Linked DNA regions of Danio rerio: all the other regions are linked to region 2. Evidence: chromatin contacts called from public Hi-C and HiCAR-type data. All regions are on one chromosome and are shown on one strand. The core of a region is the stretch at or near the end of the contact, and the rest is flanking DNA. Distances in the headings are between cores, read along the strand shown.

Region 1 (2,884 bases), core at 279-2,778, 430 kb after region 2:
ATCACTGAGGATCCTTCATTTAAACCACCATTAAAAGCATAGAGGAAAGTTTTCATTTAAAAAGCCTACTCAAGCTCTAAAACAGATTTTACAATACACGTGGATATATTCTTCCCTTAAGAAAGGAATGAGAATGTATAGTTAATAAATATGCTACCACACATCATGGACCCTCTTCAAGATGCTCTTTCATATGCAACCTGTAACTGTAGCCATATCTGTAAGCTTTACCACACACAGAGCACTGGAAGGGTCTCTCCTTTGAGTGGGTCAGTTTATGTTTGTTAAGAATGTAAATGCGTTTAAAGCCCTTCCCGCACTCCGAGCATATATAAGGTCTTTCTCCAGTGTGATCTCTCTGGTGCACCTTTAAGTCATAGGTGTCGAAAAACCTCTTGTCACACTGGTCACATGTGATTGGCCGGTCACCGGCGTGTCTACGCAAGTGGATTTTCAAATAAGACGGCTTGGCAAACTTCATCCCGCAATGCTCACAAGCATATGGTTTCTGTCTCCTGTGGATTTTCCTGTGATCCGTGAGCAGATCAGACCGCTGAAATCCTTTTCCACAGGTTTCACACATAAACCGCTCTTCTTTGCAGGACGTTTTGCCGGAACCTGGTTTCTTTGGATTTTGTGTGGTGTTTTCTTGTATTATCACATAAGTGATTTCTTCACCCGACACATCAGAATTCATTTTAGTTGGAATAATTTGATTGGTTGTTTTACACTGCTCTGTGGAACATCTCATTGAATGGCTTGGTGCATCACTTCCTTTTCGTTTTCTTGTCGTTTTCTGCTTGCCAGTGCATTTCTTGCTTAAATCAGCTTTGTTCGTTTTGATTTCAGAGTCTTCCTCCATTTCAACTGGAGGTATTAGGCCTGTTGGTAAGATTTGCATGCCAAAATCCACATTTTCCTCTTTAATAACTCCAGGAGAATGAGGAAACATTTCTGGTTCGTTAAAGTCAAGAGATGAAGAATCTTGATCAGGTTCCAGTTTGACTTCTATCTCTGGCTCCATGGAGTTGGTTTGCGATGTGAATGTACTATTGTTTTCACTTTTTAAGCATCCTGTCATCATAAGTTGCAGTGAGGCTGCTTTTGGAGATGGCAAACCTTGCTCCATTATAACCAAGTCTTCGACTTTTGATGGCCAAAGCTCTAATTCAGCTGTAGAAGCTCTTCATGACCCATTTCCATGGTTCCACCAGTGCTAAGACAGAAAAGGCAGATATTATATATATATATATATATTAAAAAGGTACTAGTGAGCAGTACTCATAATGACATGTCTTTAGTCACTTAACGTTACTTAAAACTATAATATCCATCAAACGCGTCCGTGCTAAATAAACACTTCACGACCAAAAATGACCTTCTTACATTTAGTTTAAGATTGTTTAATAGATAAGTAATAAATATACGCTGCACTTGCAGGCTTATGACAGTCCACTCACCGTTCACTTGAAATCTGAAAAGAACTTGTGATGTTGTCTTGCTAAAAGATGAAGAGAGGTTTCCATCGTGACGTGATTCTTCTTCGGTGGCTTTTGTAACAAAGAAGCAGTGACTTTTGGGCACACCGCCCTCTACTGCGCGGGATGGAGAACAATAATAAGTAGGCATACGTTTTATACCTATACCGTTTAAGCTATGATAAATATGTTTTGTGTGGGTTAAAATATCCATATTATAAAGTAATTATAATATATGTACAGTGGTTTATGCAAACTACAAAGCAAATGCAGAAAAATTGTTCATTCGTTCATTAATTTTCTTTTCGGCATAGTCCCTTGAATATTCTGGAGTCGCCACAGCGGAATGAACTGCCAACTTATTCAGCATATGTTTTATGCAGCGTATGCCCTTCCAGCTGCAACCTATCACTGGGTAACATCTATGAAAAATTGTTACATTACTTAATTTTTAAATAAATATAATTGTACTTTGTGTACAGTGGTCCATATTTCATGGAATTTTAAATACAAGGCAATAAATATATAATAGTCAAGAACAGTTTTTACTTCCAGTTTTCCTGTTAGGCATGCTGTCCCATGCCCATGGTTCTCTCTCTAGTTTCCAGAGCGAGGGGGGAATTAAAGCTCAGGTAGGTCTCAAGAACTCCCCAGCTTATTTATGGTTAATGACAAATTAGGGATTGCTATATGGAGATATACTGCTGATTAAGAGTTTGTCTATGGTACTAATTTGATTTGATCATTTCACCTATGTCACATGGGGAGAACATGTAAACTCTAGGGACTTGAACCAGTGACATTCTTGATGTGAGGCAACAGTACTAACCACTGGACCGCCATGTCACCCTATCAGGAAAAAAGGAGAAGTAGGGGTGGAAGGGGGGATTCTTCAAGAAAATGACTGAAGTAAGAAACTTTGTTATTTATAGTGAGCTATGAATCATTTGATTGGTGGATAATGCAGTAGCTAATGCAGGACCAGCTGTGGTCAATCATAAACACAATCCTCTTGAAACTAGTTTCACTTTAAAAAATTCACTTAAATCTATTACTTATTTTACTCATGATAAATAACAATGCAAAGCTGCATACACTAAAATGTGACCGTACATTCGTTCTGCACAATAGTTTGTGCCATTAAATATACAAATAAAAACTATTTGAATGTCTGTTTAACATTTACAGTTTAATTCTGGTTACAATCAATTTTCAATTATTTATAACCCAAACACTATCTTCTATTATTATGTATGAATATATTGCAGTAAGTTTAAATATTTATGATAAACAATTATATTGTACTGATTACGTTTTTAACACAAGACAATTGAGAAAATTTAAACAAACACACAAAAAGTATTATGAGAAAATATGTTTAATATATATAAATTATTTTCAGATCA
Region 2 (2,700 bases), core at 10-2,509:
TCAAACCTGATTGTATATATATATATATATATATATATATATATATATATATATATATATATATATATATATATATATATATATATATATATATATATATATATATATATATATATATATATATATATATATACTTGACTATCAGTTTTTAACAATTTAAAACATCTTTCTAGTTATTTTAAACTTTTAAATCATTACAACCCTTTACAGAATTGTTAAGAATTTTAACAAAAAAGGAGACATGCATGTTAATTTTTAATACTCTCCTGAGAAAGACATGTCATATGAAGCATGTTTACATATAGTACAACAGACAGAATGATAGTTTCTTTAATACTGGAAGTGACCTGGATGAGACTCTTTTTGCATAGAGATGGTTGATTGGAGTGTTGTTTATTTTGAACTGCCTGGTGTTCTTTAGAAAAATCTGGAAAATATTTTCAAGGGTTTTTTTAATAGCAAATTTTCTGCATTCTGAACTATATGTATACATTTTTATGTGGAAAAACCTTACATGGACAGTACTGCAAAAAAAAACAAACAAAAAAAAACATTGCATTTATATTAATGTATTATATTTATGATGATTATAATATAATAAACTAATGTATATAATTTGATGCCAGGTCTCTGCTGTGTAAATAAAATGCTCCACCCATACAGTTTTTATTTTTGCATATTGCAATGATTAACGCACTATACTTTTAAATAAATGCTACACTGCACTGTTCTCATTGTCGTGTCTCTTTGGTTTCCGCTGTCTCTGTCGATAATTTAAAATTGTTTAATACTGTAAATGTGTAAATTTACATCCTGCATAAAAGTAAAAAGCAAATAGCAAATAAACAGAAATAAGTGTTCGCGACTGACACCTAACGTTAGCTTTAGACATTTGAATTTTCACAGCGTCTAACAATACTACCTGTTTCCTAAATCGTTCGAGATTTTCATAAAGCATGTAACTGACAACAAGTTATAAATAAGAGTATTTTCATTTTAACCAGTCGTAAAAATGTATGTGCGTGTATTGGTCTTCAGGTTATTACACATATTTACGTGTAATATATAACGTATATGTATTTACGAATACATATTTTACGATCATTAATTTTTTTCTAACATACCTTTAAATCTTACGTGTAGAACCAAAATATGTATAAACCGTTTTTGTAACTTGGCATTGCTTTACAGTCAGGCAGTTGCCCAATATACTATAGCAGCGCTCAGGCATATTCTCGGGCACCTACGGGTCCTTCTTCCTTTTCCTCGTCCCTGAGCGAGCCGACGCCAAGATGGTGAGTCGAGTGGGGAAAAATGAATATAATAATCTGATTAAATCTTCACCATCCGACGACGTAATAGTGTCATTTCGAGCGTAAAACACAATAAACATATATTATGGCCAATTTGTAGCTTCATTTGAACGATGTGCTGATTATTACCACAACGAAAGATGATAGTTTTCCAGTTCGGACCATCGTGTTACTCTTATCCAGTGCACGGGCAATGAAGAAAAACAATATTAGTGAGTGGGAACATATTTTTGTCCGTGGACATAAAGTAATAAATACGTGAAACCTTAGCACTTAATTTGGCCCTTGTATTTAGTGTCGAGCCTGTGAAGCTAACATGGCTAAACTGCTAACCATGGTTTAATACTCGCGAAGCTATGATGTTTTCTACATGGTTATCAGTTCATATTTGCAAAACGATTCTGATGTTCGTCAAGTAACTTAACTCTGTTGGATTCTTTTGTAACGATATATTGCTTTAAAGTGTCTTGAGTAAGAAATGAAGCTGTCATGCCAAGAAATACGAACTTTGTTCTTTGAGAAAAGCTCTCATGCAAGTTTAGCTCGGGGGTTTCTGTTAATTTGCATTATTATTATTGCTAGATTTAAAAGATGGTTTAATCCGGATTTTAATGTCACTTTGCAGAACGACACAGTCACTGTCAGGACCAGAAAGTTTATGACAAACCGGCTGCTTCAGAGGAAGCAAATGGTAAGTTGGTTGCAAATTTGATTTCCTTGCTTACTGAAGACAAAATGTGTATAATAAGATGCATTTGCTCATTCATGTTTTTTTAAAAATATATATATATTTTCAGATTGTCGATGTCCTGCATCCGGGCAAAGCAACAGTCCCTAAGACAGAGATCAGGGAAAAGCTTGCAAAAATGTACAAAACCACCCCTGATGTGGTGTTCGTCTTTGGCTTCAAAACACAGTTTGGTGGTGGCAAGACAACAGGGTTCGGCATGATCTACGATTCTTTGGACTACGCCAAGAAGAATGAGCCCAAATACAGGCTGCAGAGGGTATGCCATTCACTGATGCTTATAGTGCTGCATGATTAATATATAAAGTTGAAGTATTAAGGTACCACCTTTCACATCATTGTCTTAGACTGAGAAAACAGACTTGTGAGTTCTCTTTTTTTTTCTGTCTGTTTTAATTGCTTTCTAAAGCAAGTTCTTCAAACATTTAAGAGAGAGTTTATCTATAAATTAAAACCCATTAACTCACCCTTAACATGTTTCAAACCTTTTAGTTTTGTTCTGATGAACCCAAAATTTGTTTTGAAGATAGCTTAAACCCTGTAACATTGTTTTCTGTAAGAGGTAAAACTAATACTATGGAAGTCAGGGGTTTCTGGTTTTCAGCATTATTAAAAAAATCATTGGTTTAAAAAGAACCT
Region 3 (2,763 bases), core at 115-2,614, 340 kb after region 2:
AATAAATATGTATTCAGATGAAACAAGATTGCGGTTTTTCTGGTCTTTTATTAAGTGTGTGCTTCAATAGCTGCAAAAACCACAGGTTTTACAAGAAAACAACCACAGACAAAGCAAGCAGAACTCTTTGGTAACCACTGGCAGACTAATAAAAAGGCATCCTCAAGAGAACACATTGAGGAAAAATAAAGTAGTAGAAAGTTGGACTTAAACTTTAGAATTGATTCACTAAGATTTGTTCTGAGACATTGGCTGCCTTGAGTAGTTTTGTCTATTTAAATAATTACTTTGCTACCATTGGTGTATGCAAATGTGAGCAATGTGTTGCAAGTAGTGAGAAATGTAAATTAAATCTAGACATACTACGTTTACCAAATATTCAAGCTACAAAAAAGTTTATTTTTCTTCATAATTCTTTAAAAAAATACAAAATAAGAACATCCGCAAATTCAAATTAAAATAGGTAAAAAAAAATTTTTTTAAAAGTAAACCAATGAGACATGAGTGAATATTTATGTTAATAAAAAGAAGAAAAAAAACTAAAAAGACTTAGAATTTCATTTGGTAGATCATTTTTGTTGAAGGATATAACATTTCCCTGGTGAAAAAAACAGCATATGCTGGTAAGGTATGTTTTGATACTGCCTTGCTGGTTTCAATGCTGGTTTTGCCCAGCATTGAGACCAGCAAGACCAGCATCGAGACCACCAGAACCAGCATTAAAAGCAGCATACCAGACCAGCACACCAGCTTTAATACATATACCTTACCAGCATACTCAATGCTGTTTTTTTCAGCAGGGTTGACATGCGAAATAGACTAGAAGTTCAGGAAACGTTTTTAAGCATTGTTTTAGTGTGAGTGAAAGCAAATCGCATCTTTTAAGAAAAGTAGAAAATTTTCTTTGTCCAAATAAAAAAGGTTGAATCGAATATTGGCAAATTATAGTCAGGTACAACCTAAGTACAGTCAAATTCCCTTTTTTTTTTGTTGTTTCAAACGTTTAGGCGTTATGACTTTTATGATATACATCTAAATTAAGACTTATATTTATAGAGTATAAATAATGAGATAAAAGACGAAATAATGCCTAAACAAACGTGATGCCTTGCTAAGCTCATAGACGAGACAAAACTCTGTTAAAAAGCTATAATAAACTCTGGGGCGATCATTTTTAGATAAAATGCGATTTCATACTTGCCTTTAATAATAAAAAATGACTATCCAAGTTTTGTTTACAGTTATGAAAATAATTTCTTTTTGACTCCTCACACCACGTGGCGCCGCTGTTGCCTTCATTTTGACCGTTTTACACGACCTCATGCCTTTAACCGTAGAAGAACACGTCACGTGTTTTTGTGTACAGTTGACAGCTCGATGGTGAACGCGGTTATAACCTTGAACACTGATTATTTTCTTTCATGTATTTGTTGATGGGTTTTCAACTCTACAGCAAGAATGTTACAGATGAAAAGCCGTTTGAAATATTGCTCTGTCTCACTCGCTGCGAGCAGGCTGCTTTCAGGACCAGGAAAGAACCCTGTTGTGTTTATGGATATTGCAGCTGACGGCGAGTTCATTGGAAGAATTATTATTGAGGCAAGTCGTGCTTTATTATTATACTTGTTGTAAGTAACGTTAACTAAGAATAAATGAACGAAGAAAGACCGAAAAGTCGATTTATTATACAAATATATCAATTCACAAAGTACATTTTTTATTAGTTTATTATAATAGTAATACATTTCTTCTTGCCATGTCTTCCAATGACAGAAAGTAACATGATAAATGATATCGTTTTTAGCAGTCATTTTAATGTTAAATACGACTAAATGTATAGAATTACAATATTTTTGCTAGTAGTATTATTTTATTAATTAATCATCAAATATTCTAAAGACCGGTTTTCATATTTTATTTGCAGCTTTTCGCTGATGTTGTACCCAAAACTGTTGGTAAGAACACGTGCATTTCATCCAATATAATGACTATACTGTGGAACCTAACCCTAACTTGCAAAACATACAACCAACTGAATATATTCAATAAACAATAAAAAAGTATATAATATAACAACTAAACATCAATGCGTAAGGATAAACAAATAATACACGATGGTTCTTGTCTTTCAGCAAACTTTCGCGCCCTGTGTACAGGAGAGCATGGTTTTGGATATAAAGGTTCAGTGTTTCACAGAATCATCCCAGAGTTCATGTGTCAGGTGACTATTATTTTGCTACAGTTTTTTATTGTTTTTGTGTAAAAAGTTTGGTCCCAAGGCCATTTATTGACTGATGTTCTGTTGACAGGGTGGAGATTTCACTAATCACAATGGCACTGGTGGAAAGTCTATATATGGAAAGAAATTTAACGATGAGAATTTCAAGCTGAAACACACTGGAGCAGGTGATGTCACTCACTATTGTATACTACTTCCCATGAGCAGGCACAATAATAAAGGGTATTATATAAATAATAAAAGACCATAATACGGTCCGTCCATCCATTCAGGGTCAGGATTAAATGGGGGCATGTGTCATAAATGGCACAAAAAAATATAAACACTTTTTTTAAGATGCAAAAAATAGTCATACATTTTTGGTTTACATTTTTTTGTTGTGTTAAAAATTTATAATTTACGTTCAGCTTTAAATTGTTTTTGTTATAAACAGTTTCTAGTAGTTGGTTAAAATGATCGGTACAATTAAAATACAGCCATAAAAGACCACATAAATGCTGTTGATGTATGTGAAAATGCACCTG
Region 4 (2,750 bases), core at 80-2,579, 320 kb after region 2:
AGACAGCTGAGCAGTCTTCATAGTCATTACTGGCTGATCGATTTAGAGAGGAAAGAGCCAAGACAGACGTCTGTCTCTCTGCAGCAGCAGACTCAGAAAGAGAGAGAAACCGAGAGACTCATGACACCACCCTCTCTGTTCAAATAGCCAGAGCAGGTTATTTTTTTTCTCATCTACTGTCTGTGAAGTAGATTTAGAGAAGAAAGAGGGGCATTGTTCTATGTATGAACGCGTCTTAGGGGAAAGGGAATATTTTATAAGGTCCCTTGCAGAATCTGTTTGATGGCAAAGTAAGACTAGAGGTGCAGCACTACTGAAACAGTCCCTGGCTTTTGTTTGTCTTCTGTATGCAGTCTGGAGCATGCTTTATTTATTGCTGTCAGGAGCATGTATAATATGTTATATTACATGGTAATATAATTTTTCAAGGCATATTTATATAGGAATTTTATTATTTGATTAGAGAAAAATGTATTTAAATGCTAATAATTACATTATGCCACTTTACAATTTGACATATTATAAATTTAAAATAAAAACTTTTCAGAGAAAATAAATAGTTCTCAGGGTGTTTGCCTTTTATTATCATAATTCATTTCCCCCTTGTTTTTAGCAATAGGTCAATACAAGATGTTAAATATAAGAACCTTGTTAGCATAAAATTAAAGTGTATTAAAAGAAAAGAATATCATGACAGGATAACCTGGTTTTAAGTATTATTTTTTGGAACCTAAAAAAGTTATTTTGTTCATTTTAATTTCATTACATTGTTTTAATTAAATGGCTTGTTACGGTTAATACATGTCAAAAAATATGACAGTGACCATTTACAATGACAAAATCTATCAAATTTTCTTACAAAAATGCTAGTCTATAAAACACACAACAGTTATTTGATAATTAATTATTGTGAATCTAAATTTTACTCTTGCCATCAATGACTCAGCTAGTAATGACTATCTAAATAGTGTCAGTTGCAAAGTGTGAGGGGCATTTGTATGAAGAGCACTTAAATGCAGCGCTACTTCAGCCATATGCGGCGTGTAGAATCGATTAGACCAGGATCTGGCTATGTGCCAACTGCTGCCATCCCGAAACGACTCCATCACCATGGCGAGAGGCTCATTTTGTCACCCCTCACAGGAGTAAAGTGCTGCCAGGACACATCCCCGGCATGACTCACTGTCCTCAGCACTGATTTTCATCTTCCATTTCTTGCTCTTTCTCTCCCCGTCTTCGTCATTCTGCCTTCACGACAGGGGAAGACAGCTCTTCTGTGGTAGGATCGCTGCTCAAAGTGCACTGCAGACCAAAAGCATATGATCCTATGAGAAGCATAATGACAGGCTGTTAAAGACGATCCCAGGCACTCGTGCATTTCTACTGTAATAGTAGTGACCTCTAGTGGCGAAGATATGAACTGATTAAAACATTGCAATATTTTTGACATCTTTCTCACCATTGTTTATATTAGGGGTGAGCTGTTTATGGATTGCCACAATTGTGAAGTAATACTATTTAAACACATGTGAATCAGATCAGGCAAAATCTTTAGACTAAGTAGAAACGTCCGTGCTGGTTAGAGCTAAACTCCAGACACTTCAAAAGTGGGACAAACCTCCAGCTTATTGAGGGTTAGAGATTTGAACAAGCTGCTAACCCTAAGAAATACCAACATTTAAACATAAGTGATAACTCAAATTGTTATACTTAAGCAAGAGATTGTGCAAAGCTATCAGTTTTATGATTTACACTAAAACAGATGCCACATTCCATAGATTTATGCTTCGTTTACACGGCAATTCTATAGCCAAAACAGGAAAGTTTTTCCCCTGTTTCACGTTTACATGACAACATTTTGAAAACGATATCTTTACATAATTGTGAAAGCAAATAAAACTTCTGTATAACATAGGAAAGGCCAGTATTTGGCACGGTCTCCTTAGTAAACAGTACCTGTAGGTAGGTAATGATGTGCAGTTGGGGGTGAGGTAGAATTTGCCATATTTGCTAGATGTGTCTCTGCTGTCGGCTGTAATGTGAAGTAAATCCATACTTTGTATTGCCAAAGTCAAACACTTTAGCAACAACACTAGCACATATTCCAGCGTTATTTTTTGTTTTCGCTTGCCTTTGATCTACACCTAAACATTAACCATGCACACGCATTGTTATCATTTTTAAAAACTCTAATTTTCAGGTGTTTACACTGACACAACGGTGCCATTTTCAAAACAAAAAAAAAGTCTTTTTTGAGACCCATTTTGAGTCTCTATAACATCATTGTCATGTAAATGAACAGGTAAAATCTATAAAAAGTTTCGAATATTTTGCTAAAAACTTGGTCGTGTAAACAGTCTCTTAGATTAAAGGATAGACCTATAGAATAGCCTTCCAGCTGCATAATAGCACAGTGGACAACAAAAATCAGAACAGTTTAGAAACAACCTTTCCCATCATGTCAGTGAGTTTTACTTCTGCTAAATAGCTAAAATGAGAAAGATTGCTGTTAAGCTAAAATGTGCATGGTGTCCTTGCCAAAGATCTTTGCTGATCTGCCGTTCTCTCTGTTTGTTTCTTCCTCTAGCTCTCCTATCGTCCTGGTGCGAGGAGCTGGGACGACTGCTTTTGTTGCGGCATCAGAAGAATCGTCAGAGCGATCCCCAGGGCAAAGTACCCTTGCAGCCACCCATGAACTCCATGAAGCCCTCGCTCTCACATGGGTCAGTACCCAGACAAAACTCCACCCT

Evidence for each region. A called contact is a pair of places that touch in the nucleus more often than the background predicts. HiCAR-type assays count read pairs that join an accessible place to other places.
Region 1: a contact with region 2 is called in a Hi-C map of hematopoietic stem cells, with 3 times the contacts expected there. The contact joins the promoter of wu:fj13e08 here to the promoter of rps24 in region 2. A contact is called at or near these places in 4 of 18 Hi-C or Micro-C datasets (caudal fin, embryo, hematopoietic stem cells and 1 more) and 2 of 4 datasets of contacts at active chromatin or transcription factors (caudal fin and embryo).
Region 3: a contact with region 2 is called in a HiCAR-type map of caudal fin, with 6 times the contacts expected there. The contact joins the promoter of ppifa here to the promoter of rps24 in region 2. A contact is called at or near these places in 3 of 18 Hi-C or Micro-C datasets (caudal fin, embryo and fibroblasts) and 2 of 4 datasets of contacts at active chromatin or transcription factors (caudal fin and embryo).
Region 4: a contact with region 2 is called in a HiCAR-type map of caudal fin, with 6 times the contacts expected there. The contact joins the enhancer-like site here to the promoter of rps24 in region 2. A contact is called at or near these places in 7 of 18 Hi-C or Micro-C datasets (caudal fin, embryo, hematopoietic stem cells and 1 more) and 2 of 4 datasets of contacts at active chromatin or transcription factors (caudal fin and embryo).

The regions. Positions count from the first base shown.
Region 1 is chr13:34,047,257-34,050,140 of GRCz12tu, forward strand. wu:fj13e08 reads right to left here and starts at 1,529. Exons shown (of 2, transcript XM_002664185.7): 1 at 1,461-1,529; 2 at 1-1,216. The coding sequence starts at 1,129. The coding sequence ends at 164. paox (polyamine oxidase) reads right to left here. Exons shown (of 7, transcript NM_001328052.1): 7 at 2,839-2,884.
Region 2 is chr13:33,620,269-33,622,968 of GRCz12tu, forward strand. It overlaps rps24 (ribosomal protein S24), which reads left to right and starts at 1,260. Exons shown (of 5, transcript NM_001012316.1): 1 at 1,260-1,295; 2 at 1,939-2,004; 3 at 2,111-2,320. The coding sequence starts at 1,293. It overlaps LOC141377021 (a long non-coding RNA gene), which reads right to left and starts at 1,182. Exons shown (of 3, transcript XR_012388777.1): 1 at 1,125-1,182.
Region 3 is chr13:33,965,009-33,967,771 of GRCz12tu, forward strand. It overlaps ppifa (peptidylprolyl isomerase Fa), which reads left to right and starts at 1,365. Exons shown (of 6, transcript NM_001004626.1): 1 at 1,365-1,599; 2 at 1,925-1,955; 3 at 2,133-2,221; 4 at 2,310-2,406. The coding sequence starts at 1,459. It also overlaps a transcript of zmiz1a not described here.
Region 4 is chr13:33,943,027-33,945,776 of GRCz12tu, forward strand. zmiz1a (zinc finger, MIZ-type containing 1a) reads left to right here. Exons shown (of 22, transcript NM_001113339.1): 5 at 2,588-2,723. Among named protein-coding and RNA genes, the nearest start is that of ppifa, 22 kb to the right of the region's middle. Within about 2 kb of position 1,330, at least 25 of the 62 cell types and tissues checked have an H3K27ac peak or open chromatin away from gene starts, as enhancers often do. A contact at or near this core is called in caudal fin, where this site is marked.